Regions from separate parts of the Mus musculus genome. Here all the other regions are linked to region 3. Evidence: chromatin contacts called from public HiChIP or PLAC-seq and promoter capture Hi-C data. All regions are on one chromosome and are shown on one strand. The core of a region is the stretch at or near the end of the contact, and the rest is flanking DNA. Distances in the headings are between cores, read along the strand shown. Region 1 overlaps Meis1 (Meis homeobox 1). Region 2 holds the start of Peli1 (pellino 1). Region 3 holds the start of Spred2 (sprouty-related EVH1 domain containing 2).

Region 1 (3,971 bases), core at 902-3,401, 1.0 Mb after region 3:
TTCCTTAGTTTTCTGCCTCTCTCTGTCTCTTTCTCTGTGTCTCTCTCTCTCTCTCTCTCTCTCTCTCTCTCTCTCTCTCTCTCTCTCTCTCTGTCTCTCTCTTTCTGTGTGTATACAACTTTTGGGAATTGTTTTTCTCCTTTCACCACGTGTGTGGGAGATCAAATTCAAGTCCCCAGGCTTGGTGCAGTCACCTTTACCCACTGAGCTATCTCACTGACTAATCTTCTGTTTTCTTCTTTATATATTTATCTGAACCTTTCTAAGACAACAACATCATCAACAATAAAATGATTTTGCTTAAAAAGGCTAAAATGAAAAGGAAAATAATGACAGCATTTGCTCACCAACCAGACATCCAAAAACTGTATTAACTATAACTATTGGTAGGCTCATATTATAAATGCACTGGGCTGAAATAATCCCAAACCCTTCATTTGCAAAGGTGTGTTTTTAATTGTGATGGAGTTTGCTTGGTATTCAAAGATGAGTTCTCACTGGAGCCCAGGCCAAAGAATTTTCTGCTCCCCTTTCCTGAGAGCACATTTTTCTGCCAAATTTGGCATTTATTCTTTGTTGTGGAAGGTGGTTGCATGACCCATTCTGACTTCTAGCCACCAAAAGATAAAGGCTTTCAATCTCCAAGTCTAGGAAGCCAGATCAGGCTTCCCACTTTGCATGGTCCTGAGTCATGACTCACACGCTCCCTAGAGTACTCATGGTTTGGAATATTTCCTTGGTACCTTAGCCAGTCACAGATTGTGATAGAGGCAGACCCAGGAATGTGTGTGTGACCTCTGAAGGCCACCGGAGCACCCTGACTCATCCCTCTGAAGCCTCGACATGTCTATTTTATAGCTTTACCTCTTACACACCTTGGGTTTTCAGTGTTTTCTCTCTACAATCTTTCCTTTTTTGTAAGAATACGTTGTTTAGTCCCCTCTGTGAGGCTCAAATGTATTCAGGAGGAGACAGAGTTGAGTCTAAAGCATGGAAAAGAAAAATAGAACAGGACACCCACTTCCCTTCCTACAGAACCAGTGGTCTGTTTTGGAGAATGTAAATGCTTTTTTTGTTTGTTTGTTTTTGAGACATGGTCTTTCTATCTCCTTCTGTCTGTCCTCTGCCTCCTGAGTGCTAACATATGCCTCTATGCCCAGCTGAGATTCTGCTACACATCATTGCATGATAGTAATGGCAAGTCCTGAAGACAGCCTGTCCGGTTCTGCATTGGTACACTAACAGCCTGACTGGGAGCCTTCCCTAGTGTCTGGAAGTGAGTTTGTCCAGATAGAGAGAATTATAAAATTAAATACAGATTAAAATACCTCTACCACAATTAATTAGTCATCTTTTCCTAACACATCAAGAGCTGCATTTGATGTATTTTTCACAGATTGCCTCATTTGCTTGCTACCAGGTTTGTTTTTCTTGTTGTATAGACAAGGAAGTGAGGCTTGAAGAACTGAGACACTTTCATTAAGACCATACAGCCAGGGACTGGAAAGGTGGCTCAGCAGTTAAGAGCTCTTGTTGCTCTTGCAGAAGACCAGGGCTTGATTCTCAGCACCCACACCATGGTTCACAACTATCTGTAACTTCAGTTCCTGGGAATCTGATGCCCTCTTTTGAACTCTGCGGGCATAGAGCATGTATGTGGTGCGTGCACACACACACACACACACACACACACACACACACACACACACAGGCAAAACACTCTGGCATAGAATAATCACACACAAATCTTTAAAAGGTGTTTTCAGAGACCATATGGCCAGCACAAGTCCCAAAGACCTCAGTTGTCAAGTGCAGTACACTCAACTAAAGCTCTCGAAATCAAGGCTCTTAAGGATTATCCTTTTGACTTGCCATTTGTAAGTGTGTAACCACATCCCTGAAGCATCATGGACTTAATGACCATTCTCCTGCTTCTACACCCAGGCCTGAATCCTCTCAAAAAGTGACAGAGGAACAGGGGAAATTAGCCCTTCTGGATACATAATTAGCAGCTCGTGTCACTAATGAGATGGCAGAGAAAGATGCATTAAACAAATCAAGGCTGTGTCTAGCTGCTTCACACTAAGCAGTCATCAGGCAAAGGTTCTGATTTCCCTGGTCCTGTCTTAGAAAGGGCAGATGCTGTCTTGTTCGACTGCCACATCACCTGTGAGTCAGAATGATGACAGCCCCTTTAAAACTCATCCTGCTTTCTTTGGGTCTAAGTTGCTTAATTCTAAACACAGAGCAATACATGTCTACACATTAAATCAGAGACTGGAACTGTGCAGTGGTGGGGCATGCCTTTGATCACAGCACTTGGGAGGCAGAGAAGGGAGATCTCTGAGTAAGAAGCCAGCCTAGGACTATAGAGCAAGTTCCAGGACACCTAGAGCTACACAGAGAAACCCTGTCTCAAAACAAAACAAACAAACAAACAAACAAACAAAAACAAAAAACAAAGAAAAACCAGGGACTACATTCCCTGCCTCACAACTGGCTCCAACAGATATGGCTACAGCATTTTTACTTTATCATTAAAAGATAAACTTTGAGCTCCAGTAGAGTGTAAAGAAAGCTAGACTGAGCAAAAAGAGGCTAAGAGCCTAGGAGATGCACTCTAGCATCAGACCCTGCATGCCAGCCCTGTGCTCACTCTAGGACTTTTTTTCACCCTTGCACAGTTACTGTAACGTGACATCAATTTATGTACTCACTAGTTAATCATAGATTTAGATTGATAAAATATAAAAAATCACAAGTATAAAGTATTATGTAACTATAGGTATCCCTCAAATGCCAAGCCAAAGTGTTATAATTATAAATGGAGGCCAGCAGCGTCCTTTACATTGACTTGAATATCATTGCTTTTGCCATCGTTCTTTGATCTTCTTGCTGATGAGCAGCCTAACACTTAGCTCTTGCCTGTCTAACTCATTGTACAAACCACTGTGCTGAAATAAGGACACATCTGCCTTAGCATTTTCCAGTCCAGTTAGATTGAGTACCTAAAAATGCAGAACGTGAGAGATAAATACTCAGGATTTGCCCACATTTAACGTATTCTCTCTTCTGGAACCTTTGAAGACAGACTGTGACTGCTCATCAGTAGGGGCTTTTGAAAGAAAATTTAGAAGGACAAAGGTGATCTTAGCACTTAAAAAAAAGTTTTTAGAGGCATTTGCTTGCTGTTTCTCTTAAGGAAAAATTCTCTTTAGTTTGATTGCAAGGTAAGGTTTGTTAAATGAAGTATGGTGAAAAGCTGGCATGTGTGTTACAGAGAATAAATGTAATTAACTAGCTCGGGCCACAGTGGTTAAGGGGCGAAAGTGCTTAGGTGGGACTTGGCTTAGGAAAGGTAAATCGCATTTGAATCTGAACTTCAGATCTGGATCCGTGCTGCTGGCATATGTTGAATTGATAATGTCCGTGTGTTAAAGAATTCTGATTGTTTCTTTTGCCTCTCTCCCAGCTTATAAAAATGCAAGCAGACCCATCTAATGAATATTAATGGCAACAATGTCTGGATAACTATGAAGCCCCTGGATCTGTAGAGTTCAGATGTAGCAGCCAGGGAGGAATTTCTGTGGCTTTCCTTAATACAAATTTATGGAGTTTTAAGGAATAAACATTACTTATTATTTTAGTATCAGTGTTCCAAAGTAGAGATTTCAGTAAAATAAAAAGCTTAATTCCGCCCCCCCCCCCCCCCCCCCTTGGACATTTTCTTCACCAAGGTCTTCATTTTAAGAGACAGGAAACTGTTAGCTAAAAAAGAAATTAACTTAATCCCCCCTCATTAAGTTTCAGTCTTTTTTTGTTACTTAGAGACAAGTTATAATTATACCTCTGCAGTGCAAAGCATGTTGTACACGTTGTTACACAAAAGAACTCCAGTTGTTAAGGGGACAGCAACAGAAAATAAGAACATTGGTAAATACTGATATTGTTTTTCTGTACATCTTTCCTGG
Region 2 (3,827 bases), core at 1,199-3,698, 1.2 Mb before region 3:
AGAAACTAAGGCAAATAGGAACCCTCTGAGGCTTCCCTCTGAAAACTGCCTCAATAGCTCTGTTTCCTGCCCTGTAATGTTCAGCCATTTGTTTTAAAGCATCCTAAAGAACTCAGGAAGGCAGCAAACCCAGACTTCACTAACTTCTGCCTCTGGACTCTTGGAATCGGACAGGACAAAAGCACTGTTGTTAGTGGGTTCCTTAAAAGTACAAATGGTCCTGGTAGAGCTGGCTGGTAAGTACTATCAGAAAAGGTCAATACAAGGTTACTTAAATGCTAATTTTAAGGAACACACAAATAACCGCCAAGTCTCCAACTAAGGTGGTTTCCAGTTTACACTAAAAACCTAGGTGGTTAAGATTCCTTAAATTTATCAGATGAAACACTATAACCATATAAGCAATCTTCTATACATTTAAGTGTTCCATTTTCAAATTGCTCAACAGATCTCTTAACAAACTTCAGAAAGGGGATAGGTTGGGGAACAGAAGAAAAAATATCTAAAGTCTCACTTTCGTTTTCTGACACACCTACTAGATTTAAAATCTGGGGGCATTACAAAATTAAATTAAGTGTGTAAATGAAAATAATGCTATTACAGTTCTAAATCTCATACAACTTAGGAAAAGAACTTGTAGAAATAACACTTGATTTAAAGTTTTCACACCTTCCATTTGATACCAAAAGTGTTTAAAAGATTAATTGCCCTCAGAGTATTTACTACAGATGTTAACTGTGAAAAAAAAAAAAAAAAGAAAGAAAGAAACCCAAAGAAATTATATGCTATATTTAGACAATAAGGAGAATGTTTCAAGTATGTGTATTTGAATACTCTGGGGAAATATGTTGTTACCTGTGAAAATGCATCATAAACCGAAACAAGAAATTGAGGAACTGCACCCTGTTCACAATTCAAAAACTTTAAATTCACACGACTAGGCAAACTCGGTTAATGTGGAGAAAAGACATTGTGCTATCTGACACAAAAGATCACCTGCTACGAAGACAAAGTAACACTCTACTACCCGAAAGTAAAGAGCCTTTGAATCAAAACAGACAACCTTTGATACACAAAAGCTTCAATTCTCGGTTTAATAAAGCGTCCTGTGGATGAGATGCTCAATATTTGTTGATGGAAGAGTGCTGGGGCTAAAACCAACGAGCATATTGTGAGTAGTGACTAAACATGTTAAATGTAGGTTAAGTAAAAACTATCCCCTCCCTCATCATTGTTGTCTGACTTTGTAAGAGATCTGCACATATAAACATAATATATGGCGAAGTGAGTTGATGACTTACAGTATCTTCACCACTCGGAACATTTTTCAGAAAGTCCTTTGAGGTTTTAAGATTCAAATACTATTTAAAAAGAATTATTGTTTCAACTACCTAACAATTACCTAGACTTCTTCCAGACTTCATTTAACCTGTAAGTAAAATGAGCATCTTTAACTTTTCCACAGGGCATTTGGAGAATGAGTTATTACTCATAAACGCTTTCGGAGCCTCAGACACCAGCGCGGTACATCAAGCGTATCCATCAATTTGAGGGCTTTCTGGACCTCAGTTTACCCACGTACGGAAACGGGCTTGGCAAGGGCCGGGAGGTGAAATTAATTAGTGTTTTTAAAATGCTCTGAGATTCCCAAGATGAAAGGAAACGTAGAGGCACGCAGAGATGATGACAATAATCATAACAATAAAAAGAATGACTAACTTGGAATTCTGTGTTACGTAAGGAAGCTGAGAAGTTATCAGATTCACACAAACAAAAGAAAAGCCCACCGCCCCTTTGTTCCCCTTCCACTTCGCCGGCCTGCAGCCTGGCCGCGGGAGCGAGAACCGGGCCGCCGAGCTGGGGCTCCCCTCCGCCGCGCACCCGCTCCAGCCGTGGGGGAGGGCGTTCCGGGCAGCTCCTCACAAAGGCGCTTCCTCCCTCCGCGCGGGATGCGGCGCCGCAAACTCTGCTCCCCGCCGCCTCCCCGCGGGCGGGCGGGCGCGCAGGCCGCCGCGCCGCCACCGGCAAAGGCTCGGAGGAAGTTCCGCGCCGCCGGCCCTCGCGCCCCCGTTCGCCGCCCGCGCCGCACTCACCGGACGACTGCTGGTGGCCGGAACGCCAGCTCGGCCCGCCGCACGGACACCCGGGGCGCGGGGGCGGCGCGAGCACCGGTTGAACGCAGGCACCAGCGGAGCCCGCCGCCTTCCCGCCAGCCGCCGAGCCCCGCGAGGCCGAGTGGAACGCAGAGCCGAGCGCGGACTAGAGAGGGAGGCTCGGGCCCGCTTTGTGGTGAGCTCCCCGGGCTGCAGGCAGATCCGGTGGCGCCGCACGGCCGCTGCTGCCGCTGCTGCTGTTGTCGCTGCCGCTGCTGCTGCTGTTGCTGGCGCTGGAGAAGGCGGCGGCGGCGCCCCCGACGGTCCCTCCGCCTCGAACCGCCTTTGGGTCACTGACACACACTGGGAAGGAGGGACCGGGACTAGCGGGAGGGCGGGGCATAAGGGTAAGGGGCAGGGCCACATCGCGAGGCGGTGCCGAGAGGGCTCTTGGGAACTGTAGTTCTCTTTACCGAGAGAGAAAAAAAAAAGTATCTGTTGTGGAGGAGCCTACTGCTGGCTCTGCGCTGTGCACGCGCAAGGGGGTTGGGGCGGGGACTGTTGCCATAGTCACCCATTCACTAAGCCTGAAGGTTCTGGACTGTAGTTGACTAAACAAGGCTGGTCTTGTGTCTTTGGTGCCATTGGGTTCCTGCCCACAGCCAGTCCCTCCTGCTTCACCCCACCCCCAACCACTTCCAAGTGCCCAGTGAAATCTAACTTCCTCTTGACATGGCAGTCTCCTTGGTTGTTTAGATTTCTTCTGCAAATCATAAATACCCCCTTCCTTTGCCTCCTTCAAGAGAATTACCCAAGGTACTAAAAATCTACTTGTTCTTAGTGTTTTAACAATTAGGTTATAAAACTGTAGGGAGCGTGACCATTAACAGAATTCTGTAATTTCTTTGTTCGGTTAGTTACATTTAATTCCAACCCAAGTTCAGCATTAACAGCATTGTTGGATCATTGTACTGCAATTTGTTCATCTGAAAATCTATAGTTCTTCAAACATCCAGATTCCATAAATATATATTCAAAAGATAAGTAGAGAGAGTTCAGAACTGTTCAATGTATGTATTAGCCGATTCAAGTTTCTCACTATCAAATTACAACATACGGCACCTTGAAACATGGTATGGGTATGTTGTGCTCAGCTAAGTCTTACACCCTTTCTAAATGACCAGGTATGCATGTATGGTGGTGTGAGAAAACACAGTACTGGCTCTCCAGAAGGTTTACAGGTAATTTGCCTCAGTTTCCCTTAATAGAGTACCTAGAACCTGGAAGAAAAAACATTAATGCCAAGGAATCAGACATCTATTTCAAGATGGGAAACTAAGGATTTTCAAATAGTCTTAGGATCAAAAACCCTGGATGCCCACAGACCACATAATTATTTGATCAATGAAGAAATAAGTAATTTAAGAAACAAGTACACGGGAGACAGAGAATGGCTCAGCAGGGCTCAGCAGTTAAGAGCACTGGTCACGCTTCCAAAGGACCTGGCTTCTTTTCCAGCACCAATGTGGACACTCACAGCCTCCTGTAACTTCAGGGAATCCAACACCATCTTCTGGCCTCATTGGCCCATAGACATATATGCAGGCAAGACACCTGTATTTAAAATATTTAATGTAGATATTTAAATAAAATACTAAAAAACAAGTAAAGGTATTTACTATGTGCCAGGCACTTTATTGGGCCTCAAAAATAGAGCTGTAAAGATATAAAAGA
Region 3 (4,393 bases), core at 1,770-4,269:
ATATAACTCCCCCAAAAGCCAATTCAACAGTGGTAAAGACACCAGGGCTCTCTAACCCTCTGAAACTAGAACCCATCTTTAAGACCTACTGTCTCAACAGAATTCTTTCGTTTTTTTGTTTGGTTTTTGTTGTTGTTGTTGTTTGTTTGTTTTTTTGTTTTTTCGAAACAGGGTTTCTCTGTGTAGCTCTGGCTGTCCTGGAACTCACTCTGTAGACAAGGCTGGCTTTGAACTCAGAAATCGGCCTGCCTCTGCCTCCCAAGTGCTGGGGTTAAAGGAATTCTTTACCCAACCTGAGCTCAAACTCATGACATCCCTCCTGCCTCAGTCTCCAGCTGCTGGGATAACAGGTGTGAGCCACCAACTTCAGCTTCTACAAGCCTTCTGATCACAGTCAAATTGATCTCTCTCCCCAGGACTGGAATGAGGAAGTATTCCCTTAACACTGGTGTCCTCACCTGGAATCCTTTCGTCTAGGCTAGCAAATGGGGGAAGGCACAAGGCTGACTGGCCACTGGAAAACAGCACAAGCCGACTGCACCCCCAGTGGAAGAAGCCAGGAACCTTAATGCACACTGGGCAAAGCTCTCCAAGAACCCCCATCAGCACAGGTACTGTTCACTGCCCCCAAGGCTACTCCTAAGTGCAAGTACAGACAAGGACCCAGAAAAAGAACTGTTTATTGGCCAAGTTTCAAAAGGGGAGGGCCTAGCAGATAATCCTTCCCTCTATATTTCAGCATTAAAACTCTCAACTTTCTTCCCCTATTTTATGATTTCAATGACAGGTATAGTAAGGCAAAATAAGATGTCTAAAACAGCCCAAAGCATGCTGTGAGACTTGCACAGCAGGTGGGAACCTCTCCAGGGACAGGTGTCTTGACAGATTAGGGTTACTGCTGTCAAAGTTCCCTGGGGACACACCGAAGGAAATTCCCTTTGCAGAACATCAGCTTCCTTCCACTCAGTCTGACAATGAATGCCACAGGATAAAAGGCCATTTAAAAACAATCGAGGGCTGGGCCGCAGCTCAGTAATGGAGCTCTTGCTTGTCTGGCTGTGGCAGGCCCTGGGTGCGAACTCCAGACCGAAGACAAAGGAAAAGAAGGGAGATTTCTTAGAGTGGTACACAGGATTTTGCCACCTGCTACAAGAGCTCTTTAAGCCGCCCAGTGGCCCAGTCCTGAGTCACTTCCCCTCTCTGCACTCTAGAGTGTCAATGCTCACGGGGGAAGGGGGTGGGGTGGACACACAAAAGCAAAAGACCCAGGGTTTGGGAGCTAGTCTCCAGCCACTCCCGCTCCACCTCTCCAGGTCCCCCTCCCCTCAGCGTCCCCGAGACTGCGGACCCATTCTGGAGTCCAAGCAGGCGCCGCTGCTACCTTGGCTAATGGCAGCACTGAATGAAAGGAGCCGAGGCAGGCTCAGGATTTATGAATGTGCAAGGGAGGAGGGATATCATGTGACAATAAAGGAGAACGTCTTATTCACAAAAAAAAAAAAAAAAAAAAAAAAAAAAGTGGTGAGCGAATACAGCCACTGAACAGCAGTCTCAGAGCCGGGCACGGCTAGGACCCCTGGCTAAGTACCCGCTGGGGCCCACGGGCAGCCCCGCCCCCAGCTCCCCGAGAGGGAAACGCCTCGAACACTACTAGAGCGGAGATCCAAACCTAAGTGCGACTTAGGCGGGAAGCAGCTGCCACTTGGCCCAGAGACGGTGACAAGCCCGGGTCTCCCCGAGGGGCGAGCACAAGCACCTCTGACTAAGCACCGAGAGCTTTGTTCCCCTCGGGCCTGCGGGCCGGGCACACGCACGGGCACGCGCTCTCCCTCACATACATGCCAGGAGCGCGCTTCCCCGCACGCTCTCCCGCCCTCGCTGCACACGCTTCGGATCCGCCCCCAGTGCTGCCCCGACACCGCGGGGCGCGTGTGCCGGCCCACACGCGCGTGCACACACTCACGCGCGCCGGGACTCGGCAGGCTGCTCCCGCGCTCTGGCCGCTGCGAGGACCCGGGCGCACTGACCCTGTGCCGAGCCCGACTGGCCCTCCCCCAACTCCTCCGTGTTTTTATGAATGAAAATGTGGTATGCAAATGAGAGCGATTCAAGAAAACGAAATGGCGGAGCCCGGGCCCCAGAGGGCTCCGGAGAGGGCTATGGGAGGGCAGCAGTGCCAGGAGTCACAAAGTCACCATGCACACAGACCCATCGACCCCGGGATGCCCCGCGTGGAGGGCGTCAGAGCTTCCGCTCCCGCAGCCCGAGGACCGCCCCGAGGTCATTTGCGCGCCCTTGGCCCGGGCTGCGACCTGGACTTGCAGACCCCAGGCGGTTTCTGCCGTCTCCCCCAGCCAAGTCAAGAGCCTCGCGCATAGCCCCGACAGCTCAGCCAGCGGCTGCACCCCAGGCCAAGTTCCTCCGACGAGTCCCCTCCTGCGTCCTTGGCGGCGGCCCCCACACCACCCCTCCGGGCACCCGCGTCCCACCCGCGGCTAACTTACTCGTCCGGGTGTGTTTCTTCGGTCATTTTCTTGTTCACCTAGACGCCTGTCCCGCGGCATGCAGCCTGGCTCCCTTCATCTTCCTGTGCGCTCGCCCCCCTTCTTCACATCTCCGACATCTCCTGATTTGGTGGTGGAGGGGGGGAGCTAGAGATGAAGGGGGCGCCGAGGCAGGCGGGGAAATGGAGAGCCCCGAGATCAGGGCGAGGTCTGGGAAGGGGCACACCAGGCAGCGGACGCCGTGGGCCGGCCGGGCACGGCCCCGGGGCTCTGAGGGGGTGCAGAGGCGAGATTTGGGAAGGGGACCCGGAGGGGGAGAGCAGCAGAAAAACAAGCACGCTCCGGGCGGCGGGCGGGCAGTCGGCTGCGCTGGGGCCGGGCCGGGGTCGCCCCCGGGGACCGGGCCAATCAGGGTTCCGGGTAGTGCTCGGCGGCCGGGGGAGATGCGCCTGGGAGGCGGTGCAGGGCGCCCCGTCCGAGCCCCATCTCGCCACTCCACCGATTTACTCCATATTGGATTCTCAGCGCCGCCAACAGGAGGAGGAAGTAGGGCGGAAGCGATGACGTCTTCCCAGCGGCCAGAGGTGGTGGAGTGCAAAAAGCTTCCTACTTGCGACCAAAATAAAAGAGAGAGAGGAGAGAGAGAGGAAAAAAACACACTCACAAAACACTTTGTCCCGCCTACTGAGCGTGCCCCTCTTCTACTCCCCCTCCCGCTAGCTTCCAGTCAGGGAGGAGCCTCGGAACAGCATGGTTGGCACTGCGTTTGTCAGGATCCGAATCCTTGTCTCCGGTGCTCCGGGTTTTAGGAAGCCCAAGAGGGAGGAGGCGGGAGCCGAAGACAAGAGCACATCTGGCTCCCGTTTTGTCCCTCCCTCCTTCCAAACCTTCGGATTAAAAATCAAGGGGGGAGGTGGCGGAGGGCGGAGATGGGGAGGAGTTTAGATGTTGCCAGAGAGTTTGGGTTTGGAGAAACACTGCGGGGTGGGGGTTGGGGGCAGTGCAGGTGGCCTCCGCTGGCCTCCACACGATGGGATTACTGTCATGCAACACCATGCCCACCTAGAGCGGGCATATTTTTAAAAATATGTACGCAGAAAACAAAAGGCAAACAGCCATAAAACTTTGGCATTGCAGGCAGAGATGAAGTTTAAAGGTAACACCAAAGTAAATTATCCAGTCTGTGAATAACGTTTCTTGTCTCCAGCTCTTAGAAGTCTACTCTTAGTTTACTGGGTCACAGATTACTACCTTTGATGGGGTTTGGCCAAAGAGAGACCCAGGAACTCATTACTCCACCCCCGACCCGTCTTCCCTTCCCTTCCCTTCCCTTCCCTTCCCTTCCCTTCCCTTCCCTTCCCTTCCCTTCCCTTCCCTTCCCTTCCCTTCCCTTTCCTTCCCTTCCCTTCCTTTTTCTCTCTTTCTTTCTTTCTCTCTCTCTCTCTCTCTCTCTCTCTCTCTCCCTCTCTCTCTCCCTCCCTCCCTCCCTCCCTCCCTCCCCCCCCCTCTCTCTCTCTTTCTTTCCTTCCTTCTTTCTTTTTGAATGTGCGGGGGCAGAAGGAGGATGCATCCATGCATGTCAGCACCATTTGTGGGCAGAGAGGAGAGGCTGTTGGATCTCCTGGAACTGGTTGCTAGCCTCTGTGTAGGTCCTAGGAATTAAACCACAGTCTTATGGAAGATCTTAACTGCGAGCCATCTCTTCATACCTCTCTTTAAATTATTTTTCCTACCATGGCCTAGGACCTGCCTGAGGTTTTCTGAGAGGACCTATGCACCATCTAGACAACGAGCAGGATTGCACCCAGGGCTCAACTTGTGGATTTGCCTGGAATCTGAATTTGCGATATTAAAATCCATTTCAATTTTTGAAGGGGGCACCATGTTTT

Evidence for each region. Promoter capture Hi-C pulls out the DNA fragments that hold promoters and counts their contacts. HiChIP or PLAC-seq counts read pairs in DNA pulled down with a chosen protein or histone mark.
Region 1: an H3K27ac HiChIP or PLAC-seq map of extraembryonic endoderm stem cells shows a contact between it and region 3, with 5 times the contacts expected there. The contact joins the enhancer-like site here to the promoter of Spred2 in region 3. A contact is called at or near these places in 1 of 39 promoter capture datasets (embryonic stem cells), 4 of 115 datasets of contacts at active chromatin or transcription factors (the NIH/3T3 cell line, astrocytes, epiblast stem cells and 1 more) and 1 of 9 other capture datasets (embryonic stem cells).
Region 2: a contact with region 3 is called in a promoter capture Hi-C map of pre-B cells, with 5 times the contacts expected there. The contact joins the promoter of Peli1 here to the promoter of Spred2 in region 3. A contact is called at or near these places in 3 of 39 promoter capture datasets (the C10 cell line, hippocampal neurons and pre-B cells), 1 of 484 Hi-C or Micro-C datasets (CD8 T cells) and 1 of 115 datasets of contacts at active chromatin or transcription factors (astrocytes).

Annotation. Positions count from the first base shown.
Region 1 is chr11:18,917,586-18,921,556 of GRCm38.p6, reverse strand. All of the region lies in intron 8 of Meis1 (Meis homeobox 1), which reads left to right. Among named protein-coding and RNA genes, the nearest start is that of 8430419K02Rik, 42 kb to the right of the region's middle. Within about 2 kb of position 2,151, at least 15 of the 459 cell types and tissues checked have an H3K27ac peak or open chromatin away from gene starts, as enhancers often do. A contact at or near this core is called in the NIH/3T3 cell line and extraembryonic endoderm stem cells, where this site is marked.
Region 2 is chr11:21,089,945-21,093,771 of GRCm38.p6, reverse strand. It overlaps Peli1 (pellino 1), which reads right to left and starts at 2,448. Exons shown (of 7, transcript NM_023324.2): 1 at 2,094-2,448.
Region 3 is chr11:19,923,068-19,927,460 of GRCm38.p6, reverse strand. It overlaps Spred2 (sprouty-related EVH1 domain containing 2), which reads right to left and starts at 3,019. Exons shown (of 6, transcript NM_033523.4): 1 at 2,505-3,019. The coding sequence starts at 2,530.